Regions from separate parts of the Acanthopagrus latus genome. Here region 1 is linked to region 2. Evidence: chromatin contacts called from public Hi-C data. All regions are on one chromosome and are shown on one strand. The core of a region is the stretch at or near the end of the contact, and the rest is flanking DNA. Distances in the headings are between cores, read along the strand shown. Region 1 holds the start of cmtm8b (CKLF-like MARVEL transmembrane domain-containing protein 8b). Region 2 holds the start of LOC119005790 (trafficking kinesin-binding protein 1-like).

Region 1 (5,642 bases), core at 3,139-5,638, 160 kb after region 2:
GCAAAACATTGTGATAACTGTTATCATTATAGCGATCACAAATCTCAGATGAGGCGGTGGGGATGAGCCTGTGTGTGTGTGCAAACCCACACAGAGAAAGAAATAAGCATCGATCACCTGTGTGATTCAGAGCCTTTGTGCTCTTAATTGGTGAGGTTTTAATTGAACTGCTGAGACAAAAGAGCATGATGTTTACTTGGTACGTTATTGATGCTGTATTGTCACTTATTATGATCACACTGGCTATCAGATATCCACCGATATGATCTGTCCCTGTCTGAACTGTATGTTCAGCAGGGATGATTTTCTGGCGCTAAAAAGGTTTTCCTCCACCTCACCTGTAGACTTTCAATCTACTGTAGTTGTTTCTTCAAGATTCAATAAATTTATCACATCTTGGTAGACTTTTGTCATTTTGCACAACTCAAACCATCTCTTAAAATCTTTAAAGATGAAAATCCGAATTCATGCAGCCAGGTTGCATTGCCAGTTCATTCTACTGCATAGTTGTAGCAAGCTACAAGTGATTAACGGTAAACTGAAGTCCCACTGGATTGCTGTAAAGCCTGCCATGGAGACAAATAATGGCACCAGGTGATTGGAGATGTAAAAAAGAGGAGTCATTAAGCTTTATAGTAGCTGGAGCAGGAAGACAAGGAGGACAAAGGGGGGGATGAGGAAGATGGAGGTTGTGTTCAGCGCTTTCAAATAACTTTATAGCAACTCTCCCCAACAGCATCATCAATCAAGGTTTCCTGTGTGTGTGGCTGAGGAGAGAGTCCACTCTAATGTGAGCACATCGACAAGTGGCTTCTATTATTCATACGTTCAGTACAGATACTGTGTTGGCAGTACTCTTGTGTGTGTGTGTGTGTGCGTGTGTGTGTGTGTGTGTGTGTGTGTGTGTGCGCGCATGTGTGTGTTATATAAGATGAGAAGGGATAAGTGCATGCTTTTGAATACAAATAATAAATGTGTTACCTTTCCCTCCATTCATTCTGCAGAGTGGAAACACAAACCAAAGAACTATACTACAAACTATAAATTGGAATTACCCATAAATATAAAAATCACCATAAAAGCCTCTGAACAGCCAGAACATTATACACAAAAATGAAAAAAGAGAAGAATTTTCTATAATTAACAAACTTTTTTCATTTGCTTTATTAATTATCTTCTATTAAGGAATCATCTATAATTAACCTTTCAAATATAACACAGAGCATAGACTGCAACGGCAATCTGTCAAAGGGAATTCCTAAACGGTTAACACTGAAAACTTTCTGAAGGTGGCCACACTCAATCTGTCAAGAAATAATTAAGAATATGCTCTGACATTAGTAAATGACATTGAGATTGTGTTTCCATTTTTAATTAATTGAATGAAAGTGAAATGACCTCAGTCCTGCTGTAATAATTAGCTGTTAGACAGCTTATATAGAAAATCTATTGGTCTCAAGAAAGACTAATAGGCGCAGGCTGCCTATCCATCGGCAGAAATGCCTTGATTGACTATTTTATTTTCATTGTATTGGCTACATGTAGCCATTGATAGTCAACAAAAGCCGGCCTGTTGGTTCAGTAAATGGAGATACAGAGTAATGGGGAGTATGGATTGCTGCGGTGGATGGATCGCTGTTCAGAGCAGAATGTGCTCATCAGGGCAGAATTAGACTATCGAGTAGAATAAGATAAAGCATGTAAAATATCCAGTCAGATAATGCATCGCCCTGGCTATCGACTGCACCATCTCAGTGTGAAGGTTATTGGTCTATTTGTTTGCATGTGTTGAAGGAGAGGAGGAGCTGCTTTGATTTTACGTCCAAAAGTTCTAGTGGCTTCAATGACAATCGATTTCATTGTAATGAAACTAATGATGATAGTTTAAAGTCACCCGGCTGTTTGAGTCACTGCTGTCCAATCAGAGTTAAAGCTTGACTTGCCTTCTTGGGGATCTGCTGCCAGAGTTGACAGGATATTGTCTCACTGACTAAATTCAAATACAACTGAAATGAAACTCTGTTTCATCATATAGGGGTTATTTTTTTGTTTATCAATACAAACCTTGGAACACTTTATTTCCCTCTGTTCCAACCTTTTCTACTCTGTCCTGGAAAAACACACAGACATGCACCATTATGTTCTGGGTCACCCAAGTTAAAGGCAGGTGACCCCAAAGAGTATGTGGTATTAGCCATGTTAGCTTAACCAAGCTGCGACACAATTAGTAAATAAAACCACTATTTACAAGCCCTCAGTGATAACAGTGCCTCTTGTTGGCCTCAACTGTTTGTCTTTTGTCCCCGTTTTTCCTCTTACTTGTTATCATGTGTGACTACTGCCCCCCAGTGGTCAAAGACAATCACTGCCTCTATGGCTGCACTGCAGCAGTGTTTTAATTAGGCCAGATATCTCTCTTCTCTCTTAGTGGTCCAAAACAACTTAATGCAGCAGCAAGCTCTGAGCAAGAGGAGGCCCCTCCTTCTCCTCGACTGTGTACTAGAACACAACAATCTTTTACTTCTGAGAGACTCTGCATTTTTTTAACTTCTGTTTTTGTTTCTGTTTCCACTCAGACGCGCGGGAACCTCTCACTCTCCTGCCTCACACATGCTGGATGTGGAGCGTCATACCTTCAGGGCCCCCCTCATGGATCATTGCTTACTTCTGTTTTACAATCTTACTATTATTATTATTATTTAAAAAAAACAAAACAAAAAAAAAACAAACACTGGGTAAAAAATAAAAATGACCATCTGTACACATTCTGATGATTCTTTCGATAATCTTGTCATCCTGTCCTGTTCCAAGTCACCATGATAGAGAGGAGGTCGTGTAGCCACACCTTGGCCTGCCCATCCTCCTGAATTTACTGTCTTCACATGTATATTTTAGAATCTACTTTTATCAGATATTTTAACTCATTGTAGTTTCTTTACTGTTTGACGCTGTTGGTCTGTTTGGTACATGGGACATTTATTGTTGGTCCGTCATTCTTGGCAGAGGGATCCCTCCTCTGCGGCTCTTTCTGGGGTTTCTTCAATTTTGTGTATTTTCTCTCTCGCTACAAGGGTTTCCTTACTTGAATCAAGGGTCTAAGGAGAGAATGTGTGCACTGTGCAGATTGTACTACCCACTGGGGCAATGTTAGTTGTGATAGGCTTTATAAATACAAATGACTTGACTCTTTTTGGGGTTTGTTCATTCACATGGATGTTTAAGCTTCAGTGTGCTCAGCTTAAATCTGAGTTTAACATGATCGCAAATTCGGAGCCAACGTTGGTCCAATATGCAGCTTCCGCAAGTATAAGTGCACACACACCGAGACTGGGCATTTCTCCTTTCCTTAATGTACTCTGTAGTTAAACTTGAAATGTTATTTTAAGAATCTTGAACAAAGACACTGATCTTTAAAGTAGAATGTAGAAATCATATCAGACACAGATTGTTATTTAAAGGGTGCATGTGTCAGAAGACAGGGAGGGATCTTTAAAGTGATCTCGGCTGGTTTCATTTCATTTCATTTCACTGAATCTGCTGGATTTGCAGATTAAACTTTGAGATAAGTAACGCGCCACAGTGTGTCGCCCTTATTTTCAAAGTTGCATTAGTATTAATTGTGATTCAGGTGTGAGTGAAAATGTCCCCTGCTGGTGTCTTTAAGGATGCTTCACCATTCAGCTAATCAAGTATTAGAGCTTATTAATAGTGACATTAGTAGGCTGTTTTCACATTAAGTGAAAGTCTTTCCGTGTTTGTTTTCAGAGTCTTTATGTTGTCGTTCTGTTATAACTGCCCTCTGTGCATTCTTAAATGCACCACAAACAAAAATCCTTCATGGTTGTGCATTAGCTAACACAACCAAATTGATTTTCACTGTATTGCTGAACACAGTGACCACATAACAGCAATAACATAACAATAATTGTAGTTTGGTTGTTTGCTAGAAGAAGCACTACTGTGGCCCCCTAACACAGACGCCACCTCTGCCTCCAGCCTGCCAGCCTTATTCATCATCAGTAGCAGATTTGTCATCATCAGCTTCTGTACTACTGTCATCTCCATTCCCTTCCTATTTATTGCCACCTCTGAGCCAAATCAAACATGTGACGTAGCGGCATGGCCTCCGTCACGCTATTGTTTCAACTGTTTTTGTGCGAAATTGGCTCTACAGTGTAGAGTTGTTCACTTTAAAGCACCCAACAGAGAGAAGTCATTTTTCTTCAATCAGTTATTTTGTAATGAAAGTGTGTGAGACAAGGCACAACTCAAATGTTTGTGTGTGCAATTGTTGTTGATATGTGAGCTGATATACAGTATTCATCAGCTCAAAGAGGGGTGTCCTTGTCAGAGTCCGGGACAGGAACACGGCTTCCTCTCCGAAAGCGACAGCCTGACTGAAAGCACACAGACCGCCAGCGTCAGTGCACCATGGACAGGGCTGCAGTGGTGTCGGCCCGCAGGACTCCCTCAGTACCAGAATGCAACATCTCAACCTCCACCCTGGCCTTCGACCATCACTTCACCACAACTGCCACAGGATTACTCCTCCTGGCTGAGATAGTAAGTGTGAATATGGATTCCAAGATGTTTGGCGCCTGATTTGATGACAAGAAGTTACTTCTGGGATAACTGATTGTACATTTAATGGAGCAGTGACAGGAAGTGGAAATAATTATAATGTTTATGAGAGACAGTAATAGAGAAGACGAGACGACGTTTCTTTGAGGGTAGCACAGTACAACATGTATGAGGGCAGGTTCTGTACACAAATACATTTTTTAATCCTTTTCTTTGAAAAAGATCTGAAATTCACGAGTAAAAAAAAAGTCATGAAAGGATTCAAGTATCATTCCTTCGACTGCATTTAACGGATTTACAGAAAATCTATGAACCTATTTTCAAGGAAAATAGGAAGTTAACCAAAAACATGCCAAGCATATTGACTCTTCCTCCTTTTATCTCTCTCATTGTCTCCCTTCCTTTCTAAATCAGCAGCGGGAAAAAGTCTGGACAGTTTTTCTGTAAATACAGTCTGGCTGGCTGCCATACAGAGGCTGGGCAGGCCACTGTCAGACTAATCTGATTGGAAATGACTGCAGAGAGTTTTAAGTCAAATTTTATTGCAATCGCACTTCAAACTTGTCGATTTATGTAACAGATTGTGGGATCATTGCTTTCAATTCATCGATAAATTTGAGGATTGATAAAAAAAATCTAAATTGCATCCTGAAAACACCACATTTGACTGCTTATTCAGGGTTAAATTACTAGGACAGGTGCACTGAAACATCTCAGTGACTTGGCAGATGACCTGTGAGGGATTCCATTTAAACAGAGCTAAAATTAAACTTGAACTCGTGTTTTACAGAAAATGTTTTCTTGTCGGATGTGAAACATCCAGCAGGAATCTTTTGTTGTGAAACAGGAAGGGTGGGATCGGTTTTGGCGCAAGAGGAAAGAGATTTAGTTCCTCCACACAACACTTCAGATTCAGAGGAGATGGAGGCACGTTGGGTGCAAGTTATTGTAGTTAACTGAGACTGACCTTAAAATTAGATGACGCAAACATTCTAGAGAACAGAAATTGGAACAAACTGAAATAATATTGATAGGAGGTGCTTTACAAGGGGCTGTGTTTG
Region 2 (6,075 bases), core at 847-3,346:
AGCACACTTACATGAAAGCATGTGTGCTGGCAAAGTAAAACATACAACATGTTTCCGTAGAGTGTCATACCAAAATAAATGAATGCATACTGTTCAATCTTTCAGAAGGAGGGGGCTCATGTTGGCTCATTAACAGGAGGTTCTAGGGTTACAAAACACTAATATAACACATGTCCAATGATTATGAATGATTTACCATATGCTACAAGGAGTGTGTGTGTGTGTGTGTGTGTGTGTGTGTGTGTGTGTGTGTGTGTGTGTGTGTGTGTGTGTGTGTGTGTGTGTGTGCGTGCGTGTGCGTGTGTGTGTCTGTGTGTGTGTGTGTCTGTGTGTGTGAGGTGGGACAGAGAGGTCAGATAAGAACAAACACCCCCCGCAGCCCATCTGTCAGTCGCTCTGTCCGCCAGGCAGACATGTGAGCTATCAGTTCAGGTCCAGCTTCTGGTTGTGTGAAAGTTCTCAGGAGTGTGTGTGTGTGTGTGTGTGTGTGTGTGTGTGTGTGTAGCAGTGAGACTGTACACTGGCCTTCCACAGATCATGTGCTGTTTGTTGGCAAAACCAACTGGAACCTTATTTAGTCTCTCTGAACTGGCTGAGAAACCCTCCTCCTCCTCCTCCTCCTCCTCCTCAGTGAAATAGATGAAGTTCAGTACCTTTCCCACTGACTGTATGACACTGTGTTGCAGCCCTGTTCTGGAACCACATCTCAGTAAAGTCTCACAGGCCTGCTTCAACTAACCTGTGACTCACGCCATCATTTGGTCTCTGCAATTGGATTCTGAAGGGAAACCTAATAAACATTACTTTTAATGAAGAAAATCAATTATCAAGAGATTATGGGTTAACTTAACAACAATTGCATCTTATGTAAATATAAAAATACTTTTTACAGGAATGCTCTAATTGTATGCAGGACTGGAACTATAAGCAAAGTGATTTATTTTAATATCCTATTTACATAGTGTGATTTACATATTTGGCAACTGAACCTTTTCAGGCACAAATTCAAGTTTGATACATGTATATGACCCCGCTGACAGACCAGAGTAACAATAAACGTACCTATTGACATTAGTGGACATGGTTTGTTCAGTGTCTGGGAGGTAACAAAGCTGTGATGATCAGTCAGACTCGTTGTGGACACTGAGGGGACTTCAGTCACTTTTAATGAGTGGAGGCAGATTTAGTGGATAGGATTAGGTCTACCTAAGCCTGAAATCAATCTTATTAAAAGGTGCCCACAGCCTTCAAGCTGCTGTGACACACTCCAGAGCCTCTACATGATCACTTCTGAGTCACACAAACTACTGCCAACTACTTATTAGATCAGACCAAAGGGTGGTTCTCATGCAAGAAATAACCTATTCTAATAGAGCTGAGCTAGCAAGAGCCAACAAGGTAAGTAACAGATGAGGAAGAGACTCAATAGTTTCACTCGTTAAAGGCTTGTCGGGTTGTGTCGCATGAACGGATGCTACCATGAGTAACCGCTGCACGTTATCCCAAACTGTGCGGCACGGTGCACCTGCTCCAGGATAACCGTAATCACCAAACTTTAAATCTGAGACGTTCACAAACTCACACAAAGACTTCTTACCTATGAGCAGACAGCTTGGACTTCTCTGGGGAGGCAGAAACAAGCCCAGTTCTCTCTGTTGGGCGACTAGCCAAAGACGACCGCCGGTTCACGCAGCGTGACTCTGCTCACCGACGTTTAACGGTTGAGCCAAAACGCGACGATGCAGCCGTGAAGAAGTGTTGTTTCCCCGTCGATATTGGTTCCCCCTTACCTTAACCTCAACCCCAACCTAAACTTTAATCCCAAACGCAACAAGTAGGTTTCCGAGATGCTTAACCTGACCCCGACCGTGCCCTCACCCCCCAACCAGTTGTCTCTGCTACGCCTAACCCTAAACCCTGTTCCCTGCACCGCCACATAAACCACTATCTGACAGGGGAACAGACTTCAACACGACACCGGTGTCAGAATATGAAGAACCGGAAAGAAGAATTCAGTCAGTCCTGAGCCTGTTCACAGAACTTCAGCAGCTTCTCTTTTTTTTCCTGAGCGGTGCTGACTGAATCGCTTGTTGGAAACAAAGCTGCTGAGGTGAGCCGAGTCAAAGTGGAAACAATGTTGAGCCGCATCCGGTGGGAGTGATTTCAAAATAATCTGCATTAAGAGACGTGTTAAAAATATCTGGTTTCACTTGACTATTTTTAGTAGGCTCTGGTGTACACAAGTGTATTAAGCTGAATAGACCATATAAATACCATAGAAGGTAGATGTAAAATCGACTTACCTGCAAAAATTTGTTGACATGGAATACTCTCGCGACCCTGCAGAGGATTAAGCGGCGTACATAGAATATGTACAGATGATGGATGGATGGATGGATGGATGGATGGAATACTCTGAATGACAATACCTCCAAAACGTAACTAGTCTCTGATATTGTTACACAATGATTTATAACTTGTTTATATTACATTGTAATGTGATTGTGGCTAGAATGTTTTTAATAACTGTAGATAAAAATATCTTAAGTATTTGGAACATTAATGTAACATGGTAGTGTGTCGTTGTGAGAATGTGACTATTTTACATAATATATTTTTAAAAACATAAACACCTACACCAATTGAAAGCAAAGTTTGAAATGTTTTCAGCTTAAATTGTGACTATATATGTCAGTCATGTGACTGGGTAGTTCTTCTGCCTATTTAAACCCACTGAAATGTAAGGAAGACTATAAATTGCAGCTGCCTTGGTGGATGACAGTAGCGGTCTGGCTTAGTGCTTAGCCCATCTGACTTGAAGCGAAGACATGATTTTGATTTTGTAATTCTGCTCAGTCAACTATACTGAGTAACCTGGGTGTGGCCATACAGAAAAGGGCTCCATTTTAGGCAGAATATATCGGCAATCATTAAAAGAGGTTTCCTGGTTATAAAAAATGTTTAGTTAGCAGATACAATGTTGTAAGAGGCAAATGTGGAAAACATTTTTTAATTGAATTTATTTCTTGCTTTTATTTTGTAGACCAAAATGCCTTTAGCGGAAACGGTGCTCATAGCAATTGTATGTAACCTTACAGGTTAGGAAGTTTCAAGTTCTGTGTACTGAGAGAGGAGTTCCACTGGCCCTTGTTGTTCAGTCCCTCTCCATCTATAAAATATTCTGTAACCATTCAAATTGTGTTAAGATTTCCTTAACCCCTTCTCACAGTTATACTTTTTGCTTTACAGGTCCCCTTCCCCTTCCTTACATTTTCTATTGGGGATTTATTAGACGTACATGATTGTGTGAAAGTTTTATTCTATAATTGGAAAAACCAAACTTCTATAGGCTATCGTTTAATGGCTTCATCAGGCACTCAGTGCAAAGAAAAAAGTCATCTTTCATATGAATTGCTTGGTCGGAGATTATACTAACGGATCCTGTGTAAGGACACGAAAAATTATATTGGCTGTTGCTCGAAACTGTCGAAAGTTCGACAGTTTTTGGTTGTCCAACACGCACATGGCTACATACGTTTCGCCAGTTGCAGACTGCATAAAATCCATTCAGTAGTGTCACGGGTGGCTTGTGTCCTGCTGACGGTTTCATTCGAAGCATGACGTAATTGTACTCTGATGTGTGTGTGTGTGTGTGTGTGTGTGTGTGTGTGTGCGTGCGTGCGTGCGCGCGTGTGTGTGTTTTGGGGGGGGGCATTATGTCTGCACAGTGAGCAATATAACAATCATGTAGTTTTGCCCCAATACATTTTAGAAATTGATATAATACAATTCAAGTTAGAAGAAAAAAAGAGAAGAAAATATAAGCCTCTAAAATGTACAGAAAATCAGATTGAGAATGAGAGAAACCAGGCCAAGGGTTGGAAATTTCTGTAGTTCGCAGATTATTGGACTACATTTGTTTAATATATCCCACTTTTTACAGTGTCTTACAGTCATTTATAGTTATTGCTGCACTCCACGCGGACCAGGGAGCGCGGTCTGTTGTATGCACTTTTGTATCCTAGCAACGCAGGAATATGCCATTTGGAGGTGATCAAGTTAAAACCAAAAATCCTTCAAACAATCAAACCGACGTTTTTCTTGAATGATGTGTATGTTTAAGTATTTTAGGAACACAAATGCACGTCTTTGTACACATGTGATCACACTGGTGAATAGAATTAGTTTTTCATTTTATCTGAAGTATCTCAGACTTCCCTCTTCCAGTTGGAATTACGTGGCCCATCAGTCTTCCGCCATCAAACAGTGGGCTGCTGAGGAGGTAAGTTCTAAAATACTTAACTGATATGAAGTGAGGAATAGTAAACATTATTATCCACGTTTTTGTGCCTGTGTGTAGAGTTGCATTCAGTTTAATCTAATTCTGCCAGTTTTTAGGAGTTGCATCCAACTTCTGTCTCCTTACAAGCGAACAAACTGTTCTTCCGAAAGACGTTAACGTTAGACGATATCGTTTGCGGCTGATGAACCACAAACATATAAGCCAACCGTTAGCTTCTTATTTGACAGCATGAACTTAACGCTTAGTATTTTATTCATAAACTCAAAACTTTTAAATCTCTTTCAAACACGACCAATTATTTTACCCAAATGGCGTCCTTTCTTCGTCTAAAGTTAAAATTCTCCTTTTAGGAAACGCTTTCCCATCTAGTCCAGCCAGGTGTTCTGCAGCTAGCTGAATTAGCCATTACCGTGATTATAAGCAGCTGGTTAAATTTAGAGGCAGCATATTAACAGGCTACTATATAAAGTTTATGTTTTTTAATTGTGTACTTAATAATTGTGTTATTCAAAATATCCTGTATCCTGCCAGAGCAAATATCCATTGCAAATGCACTAGCACTGTATATATTACTGTAATATATTATAGTCTGAGGCCTCCTTCTTTCCAACAGTCGATGGAGAACTTTATTCTGTATGAGGAGCTTGGGGCAGGCAGTAGCTCTGTGGTCTATAAAGGAAGAAAGAAGGGCAATCTCAACTATGTAGCCATCATCTGCGCCAACAAAGCTGGGAGACCTCACATCACTAACCATGTAAGATAATACCATTAAGCTGAATAAACCTGTTTTAAGACATCTGTTGCATTTTCATAACATTGATAATACTATTGCTTTATGGAACCAGAAGACACTTGAAATCAGCAACTATGTTAAGATACTACTAACTATGTTGTCATCAGACAAACAAGAGCATTACGACATTGGAGATGTGAGCCCTGTCTCTCTGTCTGAATTTCCCAAATTTTAATCAGCATTGTCTAACAAACAGTCTGGAGATCATAGGGATACTAGACAAGAACTCTTTTAAGGATTCATTTTGCTTTGGGCTTTGTAACAAAGTATCCCTACTGTACAGATTCAGTCTTGTTTCTGTCCCCTGTTAGGTACGTCTCTCACATGATCTGAATCATCCTAACATAGTATCCTTCTATGAGTGGTATGAGACAAGTAACCACCTCTGGTTGGTGGTGGAGCTCTGTACAGGTCAGTCATGCACCATTAGACATAATAACTTACTGTTTTTTCAGCCATCATAGGATGTTAAGAATTGCATCTTATAACAGCTTCAAACTGATAACACATTACAAAAAAATACCCTTATATTCCTTCCACTGAGTAGTGAAAGATATTCATCTTCAAGTATAAATTGTAATCTGCCATTTATTTATTTATTTTTTTTACGCATATTGGATTGTTGGTTTTTGAAACAATGCAACATGAGTCAGGTACTCTCTCATGCTCCTGCTTGCTCACTTTTTTCTTTGCTCCCTCGTTCTGTTCATCGATAAGGTGGATCCCTGGAGTCTGTGATTAGTCGTGATGGATGCCTGTCAGAGGATGTGGTGAGGGGGTTTGGATGGGACTTGGTCAAAGGACTGAAACACATCCATGAATCAGGAATAATTTTCTCTGACTTGACCCCTGCTAAGGTTTGTATCTGCATTCATGTGTATGTAGGACTAACCAGATAACAGCGAAGTGATCATTTCCATATAAATACAGTATATCTCCTTTTCCCCATAGATCCAACTTGATGGCAGCGGCAGTCTGA

The links. A called contact is a pair of places that touch in the nucleus more often than the background predicts.
Region 1: a Hi-C map of liver shows a contact between it and region 2, with 3 times the contacts expected there. The contact joins the promoter of cmtm8b here to the promoter of LOC119005790 in region 2. A contact is called at or near these places in 3 of 4 Hi-C or Micro-C datasets (liver and muscle).

What each region holds. Positions count from the first base shown.
Region 1 is chr17:10,361,288-10,366,929 of fAcaLat1.1, forward strand. It overlaps cmtm8b (CKLF-like MARVEL transmembrane domain-containing protein 8b), which reads left to right and starts at 4,389. Exons shown (of 4, transcript XM_037072967.1): 1 at 4,389-4,563. The coding sequence starts at 4,432.
Region 2 is chr17:10,200,254-10,206,328 of fAcaLat1.1, forward strand. LOC119005790 (trafficking kinesin-binding protein 1-like) reads right to left here and starts at 2,097. Exons shown (of 17, transcript XM_037073751.1): 1 at 1,598-2,097. It overlaps ulk4 (serine/threonine-protein kinase ULK4), which reads left to right and starts at 4,060. Exons shown (of 37, transcript XM_037074083.1): 1 at 4,060-4,282; 2 at 4,917-5,057; 3 at 5,408-5,507; 4 at 5,814-5,953; 5 at 6,048-6,075. The coding sequence starts at 4,106.